Regions from separate parts of the Sus scrofa genome. Here region 2 is linked to region 1. The links are chromatin contacts, called in public HiChIP or PLAC-seq maps. All regions are on one chromosome and are shown on one strand. Each heading gives the region's core, a stretch centred on a gene start, on an enhancer-like site or on the middle of the called end of the contact. The rest is flanking DNA. Distances are from core to core; before and after follow the strand shown.

Evidence for each region. HiChIP or PLAC-seq counts read pairs in DNA pulled down with a chosen protein or histone mark.
Region 2: a contact with region 1 is called in an H3K27ac HiChIP or PLAC-seq map of skeletal muscle. The contact joins the promoter of MEMO1 here to the promoter of SPAST in region 1. A contact is called at or near these places in 1 of 5 promoter capture datasets (liver), 11 of 47 Hi-C or Micro-C datasets (alveolar macrophages, blood, embryonic fibroblasts and 4 more) and 2 of 2 datasets of contacts at active chromatin or transcription factors (alveolar macrophages and skeletal muscle).

The regions. Positions count from the first base shown.
Region 1 is chr3:107,506,709-107,510,874 of Sscrofa11.1, reverse strand. SPAST (spastin) reads left to right here and starts at 2,263. Exons shown (of 18, transcript NM_213749.1): 1 at 2,263-2,670. The coding sequence starts at 2,514.
Region 2 is chr3:107,540,829-107,544,914 of Sscrofa11.1, reverse strand. It overlaps MEMO1 (mediator of cell motility 1), which reads right to left and starts at 2,439. Exons shown (of 9, transcript NM_001244877.1): 1 at 1,990-2,439. The coding sequence starts at 2,050.

The DNA.
Region 1 (4,166 bases), core at 1,014-3,513:
GAGCCACAGCAACACAGGATCCGAGCCGCGTCTGCAACCTACACCACAGCTCACGACAACGCCGGATCGTTAACCCACTGAGCAAGGGCAGGGATCGAACCCAAGACCTCATGGTTCCTAGTCGGATCCGTTAACCACTGCACCACGACGGGAACTCCTCTACCATATAATTTAAATCATCTCTTGATTACTTGCAATACCTAATACAATATAAACGCTATGTGAATAGTTGCAGGCCATGTGGCAAATTAAAGTTTTGCTTTTGGGAACTTTCTGGAATTTTTTTTCAAATATTTCTATTTGCCATCAATTGAATTTGGATGCAGAACAATGGATATGGAGGGCTGATTGTGTACATCTTGTTTACACGATCTCTATATAAACTGAATACATTTCATACAACAACAACAAAAATACTATGGGGTTCAGAAGAGGGAAGACAGTGAGTTCCCATCATGGCTCAGTAGTTGACAAACCCCACTAGTATCCATGAGGATGCTGGTTCAATCCCTGGCCTCACTCTGTGGGTTAAGGATCCGGCGTTGCTGTGAGCTGTGGTGTAGGCTGAAGATGTGGCTCGGATCTGGCATTGCTGTGCCTGTGGAGTAGGCCAATGGCTACAGCTCCGATTAGACCCCTAGCCCAGGCAGCCCATATGCCATGGGTGTGGCCCTAAAAGGACCAAAAAAAAAAAAAAAAAAAGAATGGTCTATTGTTTACTTAGCAATATGTCCACTGTAAGACAAAAAGAAAAAAAAAAAGAATTTTAGAATAAGGAACTGGCAGAAAGTAAGTACAGAGGTAGGAAAGGGGGTAGGGAACAAGAGGAAGGAAACAGGAAGGTCACTTTTGCAGAATCTATTTGCAGGGGAGTAGTGGTGGGAAATAGATACAGTGTGGCCAGAATGTGGAGATTCTTGGAAGAATTTGTAAAACCCACACTGTAAAGAATGGAGACTTTCTATAAACTAGGATTCCTTAGTTTTGGGCAAAAACAATTATGTCTAACTCAAGCAAAAAGAGAAAGATAGGGAGAGAGAGGAGGGAAGGAGAGATGGAGAGGGAGCAAGAGAAGCAGAAAAATCATATAAATAGAATAGTTATTAGATAGGTTACCCAGTAAATGACCAGACCAGGAATCTGGTAGTTTTGGGAGTCTAAATGAAATGAACTGATAGAGCAGCTCTTGAGAGCACTCATTTCTTACGATGATCTTCTGTCCCAGTGTCTCCAACTAAGATTCCAGTTTCTAGGACAGTATGATTAACCTCTGTGATATAGTAGGCGGCTTTCCGTGCTTGCAGCTCATTAGAAAACAGGCAGCGGAGGTAAGCAGTAGTTCTCCAAAGAAAGAGACGTCTAACGGTTTAAAAAAAGAAAAAGCAAGGGAAAAAACAAAAAGCCCAGTCTGGATTCCTCAGTAAGCTATGGGACGATTACAGCCCAAACCTAAGAATTTCTTTACTCAAACAATTCTTTGGATTAGGTATCTAAACATACACTAATTTAATTAAATCTCTGGAACCGATGATTTGATTCCAATGAGCTAACATCTTCGTTTTCGGTGACCTTAAGTTTTTATCCCTACAACTGCTCTCCTTTCAGATAATAATTCCCAGATTGGGACCCATTACTTCCGCAGTGGAACTCATATCAATCATTCTTCGTGGAAGATTGGCAGAAAATGTTGAAAGAAATATAAGAAAACGAGGTCTCTGCAAGAGAGCCCTGCCGCAGCGGTCCATTTCCTGAGTCGATGTCCTAGGTGCCCTGCTAAGGAGCTCCCCGGGGCAGCGAAGTTGACTGGCCACCTGTCCCTTAAGACGACGTAGGCTGAAGTGCATATTGGGAAATGTAGTTCCCCGGGGAAGCGATAGCGAGGCGGGGGCCCGCACACGCGCACTAGGAGCTCAGGTCAACAAAGACGGAGGCGTTCGCGCAGGCGCCGAGAAAGACACGGGAGGGCGTGCGCGTGCACGCGCGGCCGCCGCTCGGAGTTACCAAGCCGCAGAGAGGACGGAGAAAGGGAGGGGCAGGAGCTACCGACCAAAGGAGGAGGAGAAGGGGTTGTGCTCCTGACCTAGCGAGGAGAAAGGGGCGGGGCCGTCCAGCTGCGCGCGGAGGTGCAGAGCTCCTGGGACCGGCGGGCGCGCGGGGGTCTGTGGCCCTTGCCCTCCCAGTAGCCGCCGCCGTCGCTTGACCGCCGTCGGTCTGCGGAAGGCGGGTTATGGCGGCGGCGGCAGTGGGAGCTGTGAATGAATTCTCCGGGTGGACGAGGGAAGAAGAAAGGCTCCGGCGGCCCCAGCAGCCCGGTGCCTCCCAGGCCTCCGCCCCCCTGCCTGGCCTCCTCCCGCCCCGCCCCCAGGCCAGCCCCTCCGCCCCAATCGCCGCATAAGCGGAACCTGTACTACTTCTCCTACCCGCTGTTCTTAGGCTTCGCGCTGCTGCGTTTGGTCGCTTTCCACTTGGGGCTCCTCTTCGTGTGGCTCTGCCAGCGCTTCTCCCGCGCCCTCATGGCCGCCAAGAGGAGCTCCCGGGCTGCGCCGGCCCCGGCCTCGGCCTCGCCCCCGGCGCCGGTGCCAGGCGGGGAGGTCGAACGAGTACGAGCCTTCCACAAACAGGCCTTCGAGTACATCTCCGTTGCCCTGCGCATCGACGAGGACGAGAAAGGTAACGGGGGTTGAGGGAAGGAGGCGGCGGCGCCGGGAATAAAGCGGTGGGGTCGCCGAGGGAGGGCATCACCTGCGTTCTTTTTCTGCGGGAACCGGCAGTGCCCCCCGGAATTGAGCTGCTCCGCGAGACTCCTCCCCATGGTTAGCCCCTCATCCTCTGCGATTCTCAGTTAAAACCCTCTTCCCTTTTAGGCACCCTAGCCGTAGATTTTGTTTCATACAGACACTAGTTTGTCCTTACACTTCTGCATGACCCAGCCCCTATAAGACACCCAGACGTGCTGGTGACAGTGACAGTTGTCCTAGAGTGACCAAACGAATCCTTTCCAGCCCTGTAAACAGTGAGTGGCTTCCTCTGAGCCAGGTTTCCAAAAGGTTTTGATATCTAAGAAGCTGTGCCTTGTTACAGGCTTTTAGTGAAAGGAGAGTACTGTAGTGTCAGGAGAAAAGAACAAATGGTGAGTTAATTTTGAAAGGAACAGCTGCATATGATTACAGCCGAATTTGCACTATTTTTTAAAAGTTTCGTGTCAGTCATTTTATCAATATAATGACTTCCAAGTATTTTTCAATAAAGTTCTATTTTAGAGTAAAACTTTTGCCCAAGGTTGGTTTGTTTGATCTTATCTAAATGAGTATTCCAGGGTAATCTCTAAATTTCTAAATTGAAAGTTGAGCGAATAGGTTTAACCTATACATACCATTTTACAATAAAATTTAAAGATTTATGTTACTGAATGAAAGCAAGGATACTGCATCCTTCAGATTTCTTTTATGCTAACGTTTTTTAGTCTTTCTATGTGCCTTGCACTGTGTCCTCTTAGCTTTGTATTAATCTGTTTAATCCTCACAGGTGAAGGTACTGTTAATATCAGCATTTTACTTAACAAACCGAGACTCAAAAGATTAAAGCAGGTCATTCCAAACCTATGCTAATTACTAATGAAAGAAGTTTTTATGAAAGATGACAAATGAAGTTAGGAGTCTTATAACATTTTGAAAATCCCTCTTTTCATTCCAACTCCATTATGCTGAGATCTTTTCCCTCTAACTTCTCATTTGCATTGTCCATTATTTAGAAGACTACCATCATCCCTTCCTAGAGAGGCACTGCTTTATTGCACTTTTCTATTATAATAGAGTCTTCTGAAATTTACTAATGTAAGTCAAAGCTGTTTTAGAATGCCTGCAAATACAAAGAAATTTTGTTAACACTGGGTTAAAAAGACACTAGACTCTTAGATTTAAAGAAAAATCAGTTCCCTGTTAGGGGTAAAGAATTGAAGTGAAATTCAGGCCTTGGGTTTCATGCTGGTGACTTATCTTTGGGTATCACATATATGCCTGTATCACTTATATTTAATTCCTATTAAAATACTTAAGTGTAAATTGGCCAGGAGGGAGTGGGAGGTGGGAAAAAAATAGATAAAATACTTAAATGTAAATTATTTCAGCAGCCTATGTACCACATATTTCACTCTCTTTCAGTTGATA
Region 2 (4,086 bases), core at 1,190-3,689, 34 kb before region 1:
AATTTTAAGAAAGCTGCACATTTTAGTTCCCTATTAATAGTTTTAATCACAGAATGTTTTGAGATGGATTAAAGGATTCTTCTTAGACTTGAGAAGATTAGTGAAGAAGACTTTTCAAGTCCAGAAGTGTGAACTATGCCTTATTTTACTAGACAAAGAATGTTCAAGAACCTATAAAAATTCCTCCAGAATCATTTGCCCACATTTCAATTCAAACCACAAAAAAGTTTAAAACACTTTTGAAAAGTACAGAAAACAAAAACAAATTAACCAAAGGATGGCCATGAAAGTGAAAACTGAGACTTTAACGCTTCAAAACACAATGCACAAAAAAAAGCTTAGTGATTTACAACCCTGAAAAGACTATTATTCATTGATAATTTTAATATTAATAATGCACTGATTGGAGGACAAACCCAGGAGCCACTGACTTCCATCACGCTTCAGCCACTCACTGGTTTGTACAGAGTCTTGGGAGCATCCCCATAAGCAGAAAAAGAAAAACTTAACTGACATTCTAAGGTTGTGAGAACTGATCAAATGTTTATGAAGTACTTTAGGACCATGAGGGAAGCCACTGTAACTATTAAAAGTCATCTGCTTAATGCACAACTATAGCTACCTGTTAAGCTTGCAAGTCTATATCATCATAATTCTTTGTATCTTCTTAACACAGCAAATATTCAGTGAGTCAGTAAAGTGTTTGTATTTAATGAGTTTAGCAACCTCAGAGAAATGAATTTTCCTCCAAATCTTTGTTTTCTCACAAAACATGTCACTATCCAACCCAGCTAACTGCAAAAGGAAGCATGATCCCATCCGCATTAAAGAACTGGGTCTAGTTATTGACAGGCCAACTGCAAATGACTGAAAACTCAGGAATCACAGTGCAACTTTGTCAACTTACCATAAATGTGACTCCTGAAAATAACCCCAGAAAACAGTCGTTCTAACAAGAGCTTTATTAAAGGGAAAGTCCCTACTCTCTCTTACATAAAGATCCCTAAAATGTTTTTGGACAGTGTCGACAGAAGACTATAAACTCTCTCAAAACCTGACCCAACGCGTTATTAGGTAGTGCCAGCACCTACTCGGTGTTGAGCGACTAGAGACTGGAGAGGCTGCTCAGGAAAAGTGCTGATGCCATCTCCAGCTGCCCCTTTCGTGAATGACAGTAACAATGAAAACACTGACAAAAGAGCTGGGAGGCCACCCCAAGCCTCTGCTTAGTAATACTTCTACCCTACCCCCAACAGACAGAGCTGCAAATCCCAGAAAAGGGCCTCTGCTCGCAGATCCCACATGCCAAGACCTTGCCTCTGGTCTGGCAACGCCAACGAGTACTACCCTTCGCTCTTCTCCAGCCGGCTGAGCACCTGAACGCTGAGGGGGAAATGCGGCCTCTCTTTTAAACTGCCAAGACCGCCTGGCCAGACACCGGCCGGCAGAAGCGGGCGTGCGCCCCGGGAGCCTGAGAACTCCCCGGTCGCGGGCAACGCTCGGAGCGCCGGCGGAGAGGAGAGGAAAGAAGAGGGGAGAAGAGGAAGGAGCGTCCCTCCCGCGGCCGGAGGGCGGAGGGTCGCTCGGCCCCGTGCAAACCGTCCTGCCGGGGGTGGCTGCGGCCCGCCGCCCGCTTCCCAAGAGCCGGGGGAGGCGATAAGTAGGCTCGGACCAGGAGCACATTCTTTCCTCGAGCCTGGTCCCGAGGGAGGGGGCAGGCTGCCCAGGCGGCAACTCTCCCCTCTCGCCCAACTCGGGGCAGAGCGTGAGGCCGGCCGACCCGGAGCTGCCCCGCGGGATGCCGCCCGGGTGGGGGAGGCGGCGAGGCCCGCCTCCGGCCCGCTCCCTCCCCACGCGGTCCGCGGCCGGCGGCCGTCCGCGCCCTGGTCCCTCCCGCTGCCGCGCGGGGCCGAGCCGCCGACCTCGGCCGGCCGGGCGCGGGGCCAGGCGGCAGCGGCGGCGGGCGGGCCGGCCGGCCTGGGGCCCTACCTGAGGCTGTGTACCAGCTCCCGGCGTGACTGGCTTCCCGGCAGACCACTCGGTTGGACATCTTGGTGCCTGTGCCGCCTATGGTGCACGAGGATGAATGAGGAGGCGGCGGCGGCGGCGGCGGCAGGAGCGGCTCCGCAAGGGGACGAGACACCGCGGGCCCAGCCCAGGAGGAGGCGGCAGCGGGGAGGGGATCAGCCCGGCCCAGGAGGAGGAGGAAGAGGAGGAGGCGGCGGCCGGGAGGAGGAGGAGATGGCAGCCGGGGCGGTGGCGGCGGCGGCAACAATCACCACAAACTCGGGCGACCGCCGGAAGATGAGGCCCGCGGCGGCTTTACCGAAGCCGGGAAAGCCCTGGCCCCGGCCCCCGGAGTCGCCGCTGCTCCCCAGCCGGGGCAGGTTCCGCCGAGCCGCCCCCACGGCCCCCTCCCCTCCGGGTCGGCCTCCCGGAGCCAACGCCGGTGACCCCACCCCCGTGACTCCGCGCCCGCCCCCTCCCCCCACCCCCGCGGGACTCCCCGCACCCACCCCTACCCCAGCGGGGCCCTCCTGCCCGCCCGGCCGCGGGCCCGCCGGCCCCGCCCCGCTCCTCCTCCGGCCGCGCGGCGAGGTTAACGACGTACACCGGACAGGCCAGACGGCATCTGGGGTCGGGCGGCCCCGCGAGGAGGCAGCGGCGGCTGCAGCTCCGCGCACACAAAAGCCCAGGGCCGGGGCCTGAACCGGGGAAGGCAGACCCGGAGAAGAGCCAACGCTTCCTTACTCGCCACTCTAACGAGTCCTGCCCACTGAGCATGCCCAGCAGCCGCGGCCAGGCCTGCCGAGGATTCTCAACGTGCACGCTCCGCTCTCCGGGGTTTAGTGGCAGCAGAGGCTGGGAGGGGGAGGGCGTGCGGAGCAGGACGCAGCCGCAGGGCAAGCCCCCTCCCCCAGCCAACTTCCTTAAACGAAGAGCACAGAGGACACGCAGAGGCAGCTCTCCACGCGGAAAGTCGCCCCGGTTTCCCCACCATAACAGGAGTCCTTAGTGGATACTTACCCCGCAAGGTTTCACTCCTTGGCATGCGTGTCTGCGGCCACGTTGGGAAGTGCATTTGTAGAAGCAGGAGCATGGTAGTGTGCCTGTGATCCTGCAAATACTAGTTTTTGCTTCAGAGAGCCACTTTTACCACCTAACCATGGCTTTGACACCGTAAACGGTTATCTTGTTTCAAGTTATATTTATGTAACTGCATGTCTCAACTCTGTAACGACTGCAGTGTGATATAACAGCCCTCAGTTATTCTCATCTCTAAAATAGGCATAACACTACTCAAGGTGCGTCCCCAGGATAAAAATCAATAAATGTAAAGGGTCTGATAGAGTAGTCATACAACAAACATTATTTCCAACCCCCCGTTATCTTTTTTGTTGTTTGTTTGTTTTTTTCTTTTGGTCTTTTCTATGGCCGCACACTCGGCGTATGGAGGTTCCCAGGCTAGGGGTCTATCTGGAGCTGTAGCCGACGGCCTACACCACAGCCACAGCAACGGAGGATCCCAGCCACATCTGCGACCTACATCACAACTCACAGCAACGCTGGATCCTTAACCCACTGAGCGAGGCCAGGGATTGAACCCACAACCTCATGGTTCCTAGTCGGATTCATTAACCACTGAGCCACGAGGGGAACTCCCTAACCTTCCATTGTCTTTTAAATCCCAATATTCCACCTAAGTATCAGGAACAAAGAATGACTTTAAAATTATACAAGAATCACAACTAAGTAGAATACCTTTGACCTCCGAGGAAATGTTGTTATGAAATACTTACAAAACTAGGAAGAGAGTAAGAAAGTTTCATACCCTCAATGAAAGACTTGGGGTTAAACCTTAAAATTGTTATATCTGAATTTCATATTAAACAGATTCCCCAGCAGAGTCCAAAGCAAACAACTGACTGCTTAATTTTCAAATTTTCCTAGTGTCATAATAATAGTTTGTTTTTGTTTCTTTTTTATTTTAAGGTAGTATCCTGTTTCTACCCCTCCTGCCACCTTTTTCGACTTTAAGGCCTAAGGATCTTGTGTAAGATGCCAGTCCTAAAACCTGGTCAACAG